5 separate regions of the Mus musculus genome follow, and all the other regions are linked to region 4. The links are chromatin contacts, called in public Hi-C, HiChIP or PLAC-seq and promoter capture Hi-C maps. All regions are on one chromosome and are shown on one strand. Each heading gives the region's core, a stretch centred on a gene start, on an enhancer-like site or on the middle of the called end of the contact. The rest is flanking DNA. Distances are from core to core; before and after follow the strand shown. Region 1 holds the start of Mga (MAX gene associated). Region 2 holds the start of Spata5l1 (spermatogenesis associated 5-like 1). Region 3 holds the start of Ltk (leukocyte tyrosine kinase). Region 4 holds the start of Hypk (huntingtin interacting protein K). Region 5 overlaps Rtf1 (RTF1, Paf1/RNA polymerase II complex component).

What was found. Promoter capture Hi-C pulls out the DNA fragments that hold promoters and counts their contacts. A called contact is a pair of places that touch in the nucleus more often than the background predicts. HiChIP or PLAC-seq counts read pairs in DNA pulled down with a chosen protein or histone mark.
Region 1: a promoter capture Hi-C map of neutrophils shows a contact between it and region 4, with 3 times the contacts expected there. The contact joins the promoter of Mga here to the promoter of Hypk in region 4. A contact is called at or near these places in 3 of 39 promoter capture datasets (the C10 cell line, liver and neutrophils) and 1 of 9 other capture datasets (liver).
Region 2: a promoter capture Hi-C map of pre-B cells shows a contact between it and region 4, with 8 times the contacts expected there. The contact joins the promoter of Spata5l1 here to the promoter of Hypk in region 4. A contact is called at or near these places in 2 of 39 promoter capture datasets (liver and pre-B cells) and 1 of 115 datasets of contacts at active chromatin or transcription factors (forebrain).
Region 3: a contact with region 4 is called in a FOXA1 HiChIP or PLAC-seq map of pancreatic cancer cells. The contact joins the promoter of Ltk here to the promoter of Hypk in region 4. A contact is called at or near these places in 2 of 115 datasets of contacts at active chromatin or transcription factors (embryonic forebrain and pancreatic cancer cells).
Region 5: a contact with region 4 is called in a Hi-C map of B cells, with 5 read pairs. The contact joins the enhancer-like site here to the promoter of Hypk in region 4. A contact is called at or near these places in 3 of 39 promoter capture datasets (liver and pre-B cells), 1 of 484 Hi-C or Micro-C datasets (B cells), 1 of 115 datasets of contacts at active chromatin or transcription factors (astrocytes) and 1 of 9 other capture datasets (liver).

What each region holds. Positions count from the first base shown.
Region 1 is chr2:119,895,916-119,898,615 of GRCm38.p6, forward strand. Mga (MAX gene associated) reads left to right here and starts at 1,313. Exons shown (of 24, transcript NM_013720.2): 1 at 1,313-1,431.
Region 2 is chr2:122,629,360-122,632,059 of GRCm38.p6, forward strand. Spata5l1 (spermatogenesis associated 5-like 1) reads left to right here and starts at 1,266. Exons shown (of 3, transcript NM_001033256.4): 1 at 1,266-2,400. The coding sequence starts at 1,327.
Region 3 is chr2:119,759,111-119,761,810 of GRCm38.p6, forward strand. It overlaps Ltk (leukocyte tyrosine kinase), which reads right to left and starts at 1,321. Exons shown (of 20, transcript NM_203345.2): 1 at 1,142-1,321; 2 at 447-590; 3 at 185-356. The coding sequence starts at 1,184.
Region 4 is chr2:121,455,640-121,458,339 of GRCm38.p6, forward strand. Hypk (huntingtin interacting protein K) reads left to right here and starts at 1,449. Exons shown (of 4, transcript NM_026318.3): 1 at 1,449-1,652; 2 at 2,007-2,062; 3 at 2,353-2,404; 4 at 2,510-2,700. The coding sequence starts at 1,467. The coding sequence ends at 2,605. Serinc4 (serine incorporator 4) reads right to left here and starts at 1,125. Exons shown (of 12, transcript NM_001025371.2): 1 at 816-1,125; 2 at 352-516; 3 at 24-202. The coding sequence starts at 914.
Region 5 is chr2:119,697,303-119,700,002 of GRCm38.p6, forward strand. All of the region lies in intron 2 of Rtf1 (RTF1, Paf1/RNA polymerase II complex component), which reads left to right. Among named protein-coding and RNA genes, the nearest start is that of Rtf1, 24 kb to the left of the region's middle. Within about 2 kb of position 1,334, at least 35 of the 459 cell types and tissues checked have an H3K27ac peak or open chromatin away from gene starts, as enhancers often do. A contact at or near this core is called in B cells and pre-B cells, where this site is marked.

The DNA of each region.
Region 1 (2,700 bases), core at 63-2,562, 1.6 Mb before region 4:
GTGAAACGAAGCAAGTCAGATCAACCCTGTTGGCTATCCTTGTCCTTCCTCTTGGCTCCATCCTTACATTCTTGGTTTCCTTCAAAGTGTTTGTATTGTCACTTAGCACAAAATAAGTTTTTCTATTATCTCTTGAGAGTGAAAAGTTTGGGAATATGGACTGCATTTTATGTTTTCTACTTAATTATTTCGTAATTACTCCTTTTCACTTTAAACATTTACTGGTAGGTTAGCAGCATGAAAGTAGTAAATGGTAGAGAAAAAAACCTAAAATTTTTGATGTTTGGTTGAGAATTATTGCTCTCTGACTTAGTTTGGCAATTGTCTGACATACTTGTTGGTTAATGTTTTCTTTACATTTTTAAGCTTCATTGTCTTGAAGAAGCAACAACAACAACAAAAATATACATTGTTGGTTAATGTTTTCTTTACATTTTTAAGCTTCATTGTCTTGAAGAAGCAACAACAACAACAAAAATATTCTTGACCATTTCTTTTTAAGACATCTTTCATCTTGGTATCAGGCAATTTAGTGGCAGCTCTTTTTCCTTTATAGAACCTTTCTTTGCTTTGCTTTTCATTCCAGCACGGTGTCTTGGCAGCCTAGCCTACTCTGGAACGTGAACTCACTATAGAATTCAGGTTAGCCTCGAACTCGCAGCAATCCTGCTTCAGCCTCAGTGTTGAGAATATAGGCATAAACTTCCATTCTCTGCGCTCAACAAGGCTTTCTCGAATTTTCCTAGTGTTCTTTGTTGGCGAATATTGGAAAATTGCTTACTCTTCTTTCGTGGTGTTTGCTTCAAGCTTTTCCAGTGTTCTGGTACTTTCCAACCCCATAGCACTTTGTACAGGAGGTCCTCCGTTTTTTTTTTTTTTTTTTTTTTTTTTTTGAAGGATTTGCGAAGCCAGGAGGTCTATGAAGCTTCATGTGGGTGGGGCTGGGTACGGCAGGGGCGGGGCCGGTGAGAAGTCTCTGGGAAAGGCTGAAGAGTCTTGTTGGGAAAGGCCTGGAGGGCAGTGGTTTCAGAATTTTCACGAAGGCTTCGAATACAGGATTGAGCGTATTGTGTACCTCTCTCCTGTCTCTCCTTTCCTGATTCTGGAAGCTTCATAAGTTCTTTCTGGATTACTAAAATGCGAAAAGGCTACGGCTTCGGCTCCGTGGGCGGAACCCAAGGGTCCTGACGCTGCTCCGGGCTGTTTGGCCTCCTGATGTTGGGGGAGGGGCAAAGAGGTGCTGCTCGCGCCTCCCTATGCGCCTGCGCGGTCGGCTCCAAGCTGGTAGGAGCGCGTGCGCAGTGACGTGGACATCCGGTGCGTGCGCAGGCTCTTCAGCTGAAGCGGACACACGGTGTGCGAACCCTTCAGAATAACCCTCCCCTAGAGGGATGTGAAGGACTCGGGGTGAGGCCGGCCACGCCCCGCACGGTAACTCTCGGGCCTGGGTGGAGGGCGTCGCTTCAATAGTGGCCCGATTGGAGTTTTTTTGAGTTTAAACCACTTGTGTATTTGAACGGCTTGCCCAGCGTTCCGCAGAGAGAGCTTCGCACGCCTGGGCCTGGCTGGGCCTTACGCTGTGCAGCCTTTGGTCCCTTGAGCGAGTTGCGCATGTCATCTCGCACGCCTCCCCGACCTCACTTCCGTGTCGCTCGGAGAACTAACTAGGAACATCGACGCCGGAGACCGAGACCACGAGGCGGGCGGGGTGAGAAGTGCCTACGGCACGGCCCTGCCCTCGCGTGCGTGGGGTGTTGAACAGCATGGCACGTTCCGCGTGACGATTTCTAGCCTGGTTATCGATGGAATAAGCACAGGTTTTAAGAGTTCAGCTCTCTGAGTTTCAACTCTCCGAGGGAAACAACCAATGTCTGTTTCTCCAAGGAACTGGATGCAGTGTTTTGACACCTATTCAAACATTTCCTAGCGTGTAATTTCGGGTCAAATTGAGGCAAGGCCCCGAATTTAATGAGGGGGCGATGAGTGAGTTGAATGAGAGTGAGAACTTTGTAAACAAAGGAGCTGTGATTTGTAAGTGCTAATTCGAAGGCGGAGAAAACAGGTAGGGAACAGGTGGTGGTTCCTTTTTCTCTTTCTGGGGTAACCTGACTGGTTTTCTGTCCATAGGACTTCCCGTTTCTGTTGAATTTTCAAGTACGTCTTTGAGTCGAGTGTAAGGTGCGCAAGGGCATTAGCCTTCTCTTTCGTTCCCCAAGAATGTCTCTTTTTCTCTGGCAAAAGGATGGTAGCAGGCATGGGTGAAGAGTGCCTGAAGAGTGGCTTGATTAGTAGAACGGGAAAAATCTCCGTCTGAGGGAGACCCACTCTTGTTCGCGTCGCCGAAGCCGACACGTGGATCTTGAGAAGTTAGGGCTCACTTATGCTCAGTCTGTGGGTGTTGTTGAGCTTGCCAAGCTTGCGTGTCCAAGTGCTTGGTCAACTCTGCCTGTCTTGCTGGCTTTTTGCGCACGACGCTGCTGCAGTTAAGGTGCAGGAGAGTAGCGAGAGGACTGCTGGGAAATGGGCTGGCGGGGTGACTAGTTGTGTAGTCTCCAAGGTAACCGAAAGCGGCTGAACAGCCTTAGGAACACAGGGTTCCGCCTGGCTGCACGTGATCCTTGGGACTCTACCCTGGAAGAGTTTTCTTTGCGACATTTTTTTCATGTTTGTGGCTAGCTGAAAAGCGAGTAACTGGAGGCT
Region 2 (2,700 bases), core at 16-2,515, 1.2 Mb after region 4:
TTCTTTCTTTCTTTCTTTCTTTCTTTCTTTCTTTCTTTCTTTCTTTCTTTCTTTCTTTCTTTCTTTCTTTCTTTCTTTCTTTCTCTCTCTCTCTCTCTCTCTCTCTCTCTCTCTCTCTCTCTCTTTCTTTCTTTCTTTCTTTCTTTCTTTCGATACCTTTCTCCATTCTGTAGTTTAGGCTTGCCTAGACCTCACTAAGTAGCCCAGGTAGAACTATAAATTGTTCTAATCCTTATTTAGTCTCCCAAATGTTGTGATATAGGTATGAACCATCACAGCAAGCTTAGAATGGTTTCCTGCAAGATTGTAAGTATGATGAATTCAGATGTATGGATGACTGAAACAATACAATGAAAATGGTCTGACTCAGAGGAGCAGGATGGGTTAAGGCTGCCTGGGAAAGATAATCTATAGTTTTACTGAGAATGTGTGAATGAGTTGAGGGCCCAGAAACACAATCCCTTCCTGATATTTGTGACACAAGGAGGGGAGTGGCTGTTTTAGTGGGGATGCTGTATATTTCTTGGCCAAGGTCAGAGAACTTTATAGTTTGGCCCTGAACGGGATCAGCCTCTTTATGCAACACGAAAAAACATGTACTGTCCTCCACACCATATCCCCACTAACTTAGCCTCTACCCCTGTTTTAAATCAGTGCTGAAATCTGAAAGGTTAAGTTCACTCTAATTGCCTCAGTGGGCATCAGTTATGACTCTCAGCTGTACCTTTCATGCGACCATGGTCAAAATATGCAGAGAAAAACCTCTTAAGATCACCCTATTAAACTTCCGTTTCCTGGTCAGTTCTTTACCACAGCTATCCACACGCACGCTAGCTTTCACACACATCCCTTTACATATTGAAGATGGTTATTATGTCTTATTATTAATGTCTTCTTTCCCATTTCTAGACGCTCCAAGTCTTTGGAACGAGGATAAAAGATCTTTCATAAGATGCGAGTATCATGATTAATTTGGCGGGTATTTTATTTACACCTTGTTTATATCTGTAAGCACGTTACACCTTGTCAGCAGTTTGGGTTTTCTTTTTTTCCTTAAGAAATCTTTTTACTTCACAAAATGAAAACTCTTATGGCCTAATGGAGCAGCCGTATGTCTGTCAGATGCCAGCGGAGACCTTTTCATTGAGGCTCTTGGACCGACTACCGGGCGTCTGATGTTTATGGAGAGCCAGGCTTTTCTCACTTTCCCAGAAGTCCTTTCGACCGTCAATCAGAGGCTTGTTCCTTCTTGGCGCATGCGCGCCGCCTGCATCCGGCAGCCGGGTGGATTGCTGCCGGGCTTTCCCCGGCGTGGTTCCCCGAGTCATGGCTCCGGACTCGGGGCCCTTCCCCGACGGACAACTTTTGAAGCTGCTGCCGGTGGATCCCCGGGACCGGGACACCCAGCGCTGCCGCCTGGGGCCGGCCGCCTTCCGCAGCTTGGGTGCGCGCCTGGGCTCGCCGCTGAGGATCTCGTTGCCCGCCGGCGGCTGCTGCCTCTGCACGGCCTGGCCGCGGCGCGACAGGGTGGATGGCTTTGTGCAGCTGGACCCGCAGTGCGCTAGCCCCGGGGCCCGGGTGGCCACGGGGAGGATAGGTATGGACTGCTTGCAACCCGTGCCCTGTCCGCCCCTGCGGCGCCTAGAGGTGTGGCCGGTGCTGCGGCCCCAGGCGGGAGCCCCGAGTTCCGCCGCGGTGCTGGAGGTAGTGCACGAGCTGCTGCGCAACCGGCCTGTGTCTCGGGGACACGTGGTGACCACCCCGCCGGGTGTCCCCGGCCCTGTCGCAGCTCTGCACGTGATGGGCGGGACACCGGACCCAGAGCCCGGCGGGTGGGTCACACCGCATACCCGCATCACGCTCAGTGACAAGCCTCCGCCACAGGTCGAGCCTCCCGGGGAGGTGACCCTTGGGGGTCTGTCGGAGACCGCCGACTCCCTACGGGAGCTGCTCCGCCTGCCGCTGCGCTACCCGCTCGCCCTAGCCGCGCTGGGGCTGGCTGTGCCCCGCGGGGTGCTCCTGGCGGGCCCCCCGGGAGTGGGCAAGACCCAGTTAGTGCGGGCCGTGGCGCGCGAGACTGGCGCCGAGCTGCTGGCGGTGAGCGCCCCGGCGTTGCAGGGCTCCCGGCCCGGGGAGACCGAGGAGAACGTGCGGCGCATCTTCCAACGAGCCCAGGAGCTGGCCAGCCGCGGACCCAGCCTCCTCTTCCTGGACGAAGTGGATGCCCTGTGTCCCCGGAGAGGCGGCCCGCACCGAGCTCCCGAGAGCCGAGTGGTGGCCCAGGTGTTGACGCTGCTGGACGGCATCCACAGGGACAGGGAGTTTGTGGTTGTGGGAGCCACCAACCGGCCAGACGAGTTAGACCCAGCGCTTCGCAGGCCGGGCAGGTTTGACAGAGAGGTAAAGTTCCTGAAAGCTCGCCTTTTTGGAATGTTGGGTCAGGCAGGAGTTGTAGATCACTTGTCACATGCAAGCTAGAACCTGGGTTCAAATCGTTCTGGGAAGCAGGATGGTCATTTGCTTTGTTGAAGTAACTAATCCTGATGCATGCATATTAAACTGAAATAGCCTTTGGAATGAGAACTTAGTCACAGTAAGAGAAGGCAGGGAAGGTGAATAAAAACAGGCATAAGCCCTTAAATGTATTCAAATGTCAGGATACCAGCTTCCTGTTCTACGTTGTCAGGGCTGGCTTTTTTA
Region 3 (2,700 bases), core at 71-2,570, 1.7 Mb before region 4:
CCAGCCCCATCTTCAGCCACCGTTGATTGGGCGGCCGTCCTGACGATGGTTAACTTAGGAGGAGGACAGACAATCGAAGTGACTGACACTAGACTTCTCTGCGGAATGTTTTAAGATAACTTCCCTGGTCTGTAGAACCTCAGCCTAAGAGGTGATTGCCACCCTCTTCCTGCTGGGCACTTACAGATACTGGCCTGTGTCTGGCACCCGCCACAGCTGCACGCCTTTGAGCGGCCCGGCAGCCCCCACTGTCACCATCACGCTGCTTCCTGTGTATGCCCCATCGCACTGTGTTTGTGTGGGTCCGCTCCTGCCGCTGGCGCCACAGGTGTTAAACACCCAAGGCCCCCGTGTGCCTAGGTACAAAGGGAGAAGGAAAAAGTTCCTCTCCAGGCCTAGGGATCTGGAGATGGTGAACCAAGAAAAGGGAGGAGCCTGAAACTCACCTAGAGGATTTGGGAGGGAAGCTGGCTCCAATTTACTGGGTGTGGGGGTGACTTTCTGCTCCTGGGAATTGAGTACCAGCACCGGCAAAAGCGAAGGTGTTAGAAAAGGTGTCTGGAACTCCGAGTTGGAGCAAAGAATAGTTCCTGAAAGGTGACAGGAAGAAGGGTTAGATGATGCAGAATGTGACAGGGGAGACATAAGAGATGGATAGCCACTCAGCAGTACCCTGCTTCCAGCCACACCCCGAATGCCGCCCAGCTGGTGCATACAGAGGCTGAAGCTAGACACCTACCACCCAACCGGGTTTCCCAAGCCTTGCAAGGTGTCTACATATATCATGACATATACATATATCTACATATATACATATATATATATATACATATATATATATATATATATATACATATATGTCTACATATATCATTCCAGAGCTCTCATGGAGTGACTTGGGGGCTGCACCGCTCTCTGTTGTACAGCACCCCACCACCTCTCCTCTCTCTAGCTTCCTCCCAAGTAGTGCCAAGGCCCCATCTGATTCTTAGATTCGGACGTGCTCCGCACCTTTCTTGCTGTACTCTAAAAGCACAAGGCCACCTTAGAAGGAACCATTGAGACCTGGTCTGTTGCTAATGCAGCCCCAAATCTAGTTGTCTCTGGTTGGCTGGTACCCTGACCACCAAACAGCACTTACCAGCAGCTCCCAGCCACAGCAGCAGCCGGTGGGAGCAGCCCATCGCCCAATCCCTTGGTTCCAGCAAAGGATGATGGTTGAGAACTCGATTCCCTAGCTGCAGTTTATAGGCGTGTCAGCAGTCTCAGAGCTATCACCACTACCCTGCCGACTTCCAACTGGCCTGTATACACTCACGTCAGACCCGGGAAATAGAAGGAAAAGGCGGAGCATGAGGACAGCGAGGTCCCCAGGCTTCTGGGAGGAGCCTTGCTGAGCTGAAGGGCTCTAGTCCCCACCTATGGCACACCAACAAACTAGTGAGTTCCTGGTAGGAGAAAAAGTTGACTCTACATTATACCTTTGTGATAGGCTGGACAGCACCTAGTACATGGCAGTAGCTTTTGTGGGTCTCAGGATAGCATCAATAGTGAATGGCTTTATTGGTGTCAGTGTTAGTTTAAGTGCATGATCACACATGGGAAGTATGTAGAGCCTCCAAAAATCCACCTGCCTCTGCCTCCTGGGTGATGGCGACTAAACTGTCCCCCATAAGGCATTATTGCTTGCCATTGCTGTGTCCCTTTCTGACCATGAGGCAGGACATCCCAGTACCTCAGAATCATGACTTTCTGAGTTTGTTGCACACTGTTCCTGTGGACAATTTCTTACTGCCATGACTGGATAAGGTGTTGAAAAATGTGGACAGTGTTGCTCACATTTGTAACCCAGCACCTGCCAAGTGGAGATGGGACCCCAAGTTCAGTGTTATCTTCTGCTTTCAAACTGGATGCCAGCCTGGACTTACATGAGACTTCCTCTCAAAAAGCTAATAGATATGTTAAAAAGATGTCAGAAGCCGGGTGGTGGTGGCGCATGCCTATGATCCCAGCACTTGGGAGGCAGAGGCAGATTTCTGAGTTCGAGGCCAGCCTGGTCTACAAAGTGAGTGCCAAGACAGCCAGGGGTACACAGAGAAACCCTGTCTCTGAAAGAGAAAAAAAAAAAAAAAGATGTCAGAAGATTCAAGTGCTAGCATTCCCAGGCAATGCAGAGTGGCTCAGCCACAGGCCACCAACTGCAAAATCACATGGAAGGATAGTTTTGTGTATTGTGTCCTTTATCTTTTGTTCAAAATGCTAATGTTAAGCCAGGCATGGTGGCTCATGCCTGTAATTCCTGCACTTGGAAGGCTGAAGCAGCAGGATTGCTATGAGTCCCCTCAAAACAAAAACAAAATCTTCCTACCAGAATAAATCTTTTGCAAAGGATCTCAGCTATCTGTAGAAGAGTGCAAATTTCTTTTTTTTAATTAATTTATTTGTTCAGCGCCCCACCCCCAGCCTCTCCCCTCAAGGTTCCTAATTTCTAATCCATGGGTATAAACCACCCAGGAGGCTAAAATCCCACCAGGGTCATTAGCACTGCACAAATAATGGTCTTGTGGGTTGCCTGACTCCCTGCCCTCTGCCGGCCTCCAAGGGGGAAAGCAAAGGTTACAGGAGGAGTTTCTTTGGGAGGAGGCAACTAAGGGAAGAACCATCCCAATAAACACATACTGGACTTAAAAAAACCCAAAA
Region 4 (2,700 bases), core at 199-2,698:
CATCCAAAAAATTAAACACAAACCTGTTATGCAGCTGTGCCCGAGGGTTGGTGGGGGAGTGGAGGCGAACTAGCAGCACAGCCTGCAGCAGGTGGAAGGTGGCAGTTCCTGCACACACTCGATACACAGCGCCAGAGCCACTGAGAACTGGGCAGTCCGAGCTGCCAAACAGGTGGGCACATAGCACTGAGGGCATCTGGATCTGCAGGGAGTTGGTTGTGAGAAAAGTCAGGGCCAGCCACAATCTATGGACAGTCTCAACTTTTTACTGGTAGGTTGACTCCTTTGCTCCCTGTCCCAAATCTTAAAGGTTTTTTTTTTTCCCTCACATTGCAACCCTTGCCGACTTACCCCATGTGCTTTGCCCCAGACCCTTTCTACCACTGTCTTCGAAAGCAGGAGGCAGCAGATTGCTGAGGCTCCCACGTGGAGGAGGATGTAGAGCAGGCGGCTACACCTAGACTCTGTCAGAGAGTGGCAGCCACTGGTCCAAGAAACAGGTCCACAGCAGGATGCCTGGGGATAGAAGCAATGCAGAGTTTTTCAAAGGGTGTGGGGTTAACCAATGGTCAAATTCCCAAACCCTCCATCCTTCTGTCTGGTTATGAGCCTCTTAGGATTACCTTCCACAAAGCACTAGTAAGGTTTTCATTGCAAGAACTTTAAACTTTGGTGTATTCTTGAACCACTTAACTTTTTCCTAATGATCTATGGCTGGGAATGTGGAATGAGATGTTTACCTATTACCCAGGCAAAGAACCAGGTTTCTCATCCCAACTCCTAGCTTTTTAGCTATCTCTTCCCAAATGTCTCACCTGATTGAAGGGGGTTTCCACTACATTACTGACTCCACCGTGCTGCTGTGCAAGACCCTGGGTGGTGCTCCGGCCGGTGACAACTTTTGCACCCATCATTTTTGTTAGATGTAGATCCAGTATTGGAAAAACTGACGAGAAACAGCAGCTTCTCGGGATTTTCGCCCATTGGACAGTCGCTTTGCTGGCCTAATCATTCGTCTTAAGGCAGCATAGACATGTCATAAAATGAATACAGGTTACCAGGAAGTGGTAGATAGATGCAAATAGTCTTGTGAAGATGCCTTCGCCGGGCTTCCTATTCGGGATCATTCGGACTGTTATTCTGAGATTAGGAGCAGTTGGCCTATCAGGTCTAGGGATTAGGTTTTTTAATTGGTTTAGGATTAGCCACCTTGATTGGACAGAATTCCATGTGTGTGTCTCTATGTGTGAAAGGATTGCTCTTAGGAACAATGTGCCTTGGTGGTGTGGGTAGTGAACAGATAGTCGAAGGAGACTGCAGAAAACAAGCTGGAGAGGAAGTCAAAAGCGAACCTCTTTGCTAGCTGAAGCTTCTCAAGACAGGCACAAAGGTGTGGTCCACGCCTACCCCGCCCCTTATCTGGGCGGAAGCTGTGAGGGTTGCCGGAAGTTGTGAAGCGGCAGCCTATGCGGCGGCGCGGTGAGATCGAAATGGCGACCGAGGGAGACGTGGAGTTGGAGTTAGAGACCGAGACCAGCGGCCCGGAGCGGCCTCCCGAGAAGCCAAGGAAACATGACAGTGGTGCTGCTGACCTAGAGCGGGTTACTGACTATGCGGAGGAGAAGGAGATCCAGAGTTCGAATCTTGAAACGGTGAAGTTGGCTGGGAGCTTGTATGAGGGGTTGAGAGAGGGGCGGGAGAGAGGTGAGACTGACCGGTTTGCTGCTCACTGGGGCTCCGGGAAGGCTGATAGCAATGGTGGGATTTGGCAGTAGGGTGGGGCTAAGCGACAGCACCCACCCAGTCTGCTGTTTGCTTAAGAATTCGATAGAGATTGGGCCTAAATAGATCTCATGTGCACGAAATTAGGCGTAGTCCTTTGGTCCTGAGAACACTCGTAGTTGTGAATACCTGAAAACCACGTGGTTTTTATTTTTGGTATTGCGTTTTAGATCAGAAAATTTGCGTGGCACGGTGGTAGATAACTTGACTCGTGTTTTCTACAGGCTATGTCCGTCATTGGAGACAGACGGTCCAGGGAACAAAAGGCCAAACAAGAGCGGTAAGTTTAAAGCACACCACCAGCACTACCGGTAGGTCCTCGTTCTCCAGGGGAAAAAAAAGTTTACGTCTTTAACCAATTTCTACAGATCTAGGGATTACAACTTTGTTAGTGGAAGGAAAGATTCCAGGATACCTTACTGTAAAACCTCCAGGGGAAAGAGTTGGCGCGTTTATTTGCTATTTTCAGTAAACCTTGTTCCACCCATTTTCAGTGAGTAGCTGGGAGTGTTCCTTCTGGGAGTTTATAGCAGAGGCAGAGAATGAAAAGAAATGTATAAATATTTACAGGGAGAAGGAACTGGCGAAGGTCACTATCAAGAAGGAAGATCTGGAGTTGATAGTGAGTATTAATTTTTTAATGGATTCACAAGAGAAGTGCTACCTAATTTGGGCTCCTGAAACAAGTGGAGAAGAGGCTTTGGTGACGTGATTTTCCCTTTTGCAGATGACGGAAATGGAGATCTCTCGAGCAGCAGCAGAAAGGAGCTTGAGGGAACACATGGGCAATGTGGTGGAGGCTCTTATTGCCCTAACCAACTGATAATGTGCTTTTTTAGACATTCTGGACTGACTGACTGACTGAAATAAAGTGTTCTGTTTTGCTGTTTTTTTTTTTTCTTCAGTTTCATCTCAGAT
Region 5 (2,700 bases), core at 84-2,583, 1.8 Mb before region 4:
TTTACTCTTCAGTTTCTCTGATCCTTGCAACCTTCAGGATAAAAAGTAAACAAAACACCAAAGTTCAGAAACCATGGCTTCTTAGATACCTCTCATGTGGCTGTTAGTATCTAGAATAAGAAATACAGAGCCCTCCTGTCAAACACCCAGTTCATATAAAAATCCCATAATGCTAAGGATCTTAGAGATCACCTGGACTCCTGTATTCCTCAGATAAGAAAATAGAGGCTTGCACCTTTCACAGGTAGCAACAGAGCTACCCCTTCACTACTGCCTCAGTCCCCGAACAAATCATGAAATTTAGCTCATTCCTTTACTTCGTCCTTCCTGGAGGAAAAATCAGAACATCAATTCTGACCTGTTTTTCCTCACTCCCCTTACTGTTTCACTCTGACAATGAAAGACTTCATTTGTCCTGTGTTGAGAGTCACAGGACAAGGGAATAAAGGTTTTGAAGGAACAGGTGAGCAGTCTCTAGCTTAAAGATGAATAAGATAATTCTGTATTGTTTCTCTTGCCTGTCTTCCCTTATACTTTAATAGAATCTGTATTGTGGGAGAGTAGGTATTGCACAATATTTGATATATGTGCTTAGACCAAAAACATAGGAATATCTGACTTATAGATTTTATTGTAAAATACTACAAATATGATCTACTCTCCAGAGGCCAAAAAAAAAAAATCTTGGGATGATTATTGGAACTCTTTGAGTCTCCCTGAAATTCTCAGATTTTAAGTATTTACCCATGGGTAGTAGGAATACAAACAGTTCCCTGTACTTAGGTGCTCAGAACTAAACAGAAGTCTTTGGACTCCACCGAGTGTTTGGTCATCAGGTGGACACCTTCAGCCGGAAATTTGTTTTTTAAAAAGTGTTTTCATTAATTTTTTTGTGGGCAGGCATAAGTCACAGCACACATGTTGGAGGCCAGCACAACTGTCAGAAGTTGGGTCTCTGCTCCCACTATGTAGTCATTAAGCTTGGCAGCAAGTTCCCTTACCCACTGAACATTTCACTGGCTTTAGGTACAGCATTCTAATTCCCCATAGGGTCACTGGTTGCATTAATTGGCTATTTTCCTTTGGAGGCCTGAGTCAGGCTCATGGGGGCTGGTGGGTGTGTGGTGCAGCTTTGTATCTTCTTTTGGAAATTGTTGGAAGAAAATCAACCAATACCCTTTTCACATTTAGGTTTAGCAAAAAGCTCTCTTTTAAATTGGCATTTAAGTTTTTTCTGTTTTTCTTCCATTTTAACCCTTGTCTTTTGTCCCTCCCCATAAAGCAGTGTCTTATGCAACAGTTGCTGGGCTCACACTTAGGCAGAGAAAAAGGAAGTGGAAGGACAAGAAGCCAGTGGCTTCACTAGTGTGACTCTAGGTAGTTTTTGCTCTGGTCCGTGCCCACCTCCCCAGGGAATCCAGAGTTTGGCTCTGTTGCACATTAGAAACCCACACCTGTCGGCAAAACCAGCCCTAGCCACTCTGGCTCACATGGGACCCTGATAGTGCAACCTTTTACTCTAAACCACCTCACATTTCTGTTGAGGAGTCCACAGTATTCAAACACTGTTTGGGAAAAGTGGATTGAGGCCATTTTCCTAACACAATAGATACAGAGTACTATGTGCATTTTTGTGCTATTTCTTGTAACAAGAATCAATGGAACAATATACATTACTGGTTCTAATATTGTCTGCATAAAAAATTGATGTAGTTTTAGCTCATTTAGCAAAAACTGAACATTGTGGACTGTTTTGAATTATTTTACACTGACTTGAAAATCATATTCCTTAAGGATTTAAAATTAGAAATGCCTAAAACTTCAGGTTTAAGAGAAAATTACAACTTCGTTCTAGATGATGATCTAGGTGTTGGAATGCAAATTTATGTATAACAGGCACTATTCACTCTCATAGTATTTCATAACATGCAGGTGTTTTCTTTTCATTCCTCATTAAATGGAAAAGTAAGTGGCAGTTAAAGGGACTGTGTCCCAGGTGTAAGTCAGCACTCGGGAGCAGTGACAGATTGAGTTCTACCTGGGCTCTGTAGGAAGACTTGGTCTTCAAAAACAGAGCAAGTCATCTTCAACAGTGTCTTTATCAAGATGAAGTAAGAGTGTGGGTCTTAGGGATAGCCTCTGTGGGAAACTAATAGGATGGCTACTTCTCCAGAATTACCAAAACAACAGAAACTACCCATCATAAATGTACTGCACTGGGTTTACCGTCATCCTATTAGAGTAGGAGCAAAGATGCTGTATTTTTGCTAAATAGTAGATATAGACATTTTAGGGTTTTTTGTTTGTTTGGTTGGGTGGCTTTTGGTTTTTCGAGACAGGGTTTCTCTGTATAGCCCTGGCTGTCCTGGAACTCACTTTGTAGACTAGGCTGGCCTTAAACTCAGAAATCCACCTGCCTCTGCCTCCCAAGTGCTGGCAGCCACCACTGCCCGGCTGAAATTTTAGTTTACAGATTTGAATCTTCTGTGCTGATGAAAGGGTCATCATAATTTAGTAGACATTCCTTGTAGAATGGAAATTAAAAAGTAGACTACAATTCATCATTTTGTTTTTCAGCTAAAGTCATTCTAAAACAGCAGGTTAAAATATCAGAAGACTTTTTGGATAGAATTGCAAGCATGTGCTACCTATTGTTTTAATGACCAGATTTCAGGTTCCTTAAGTTTAGAACTCCAGGAC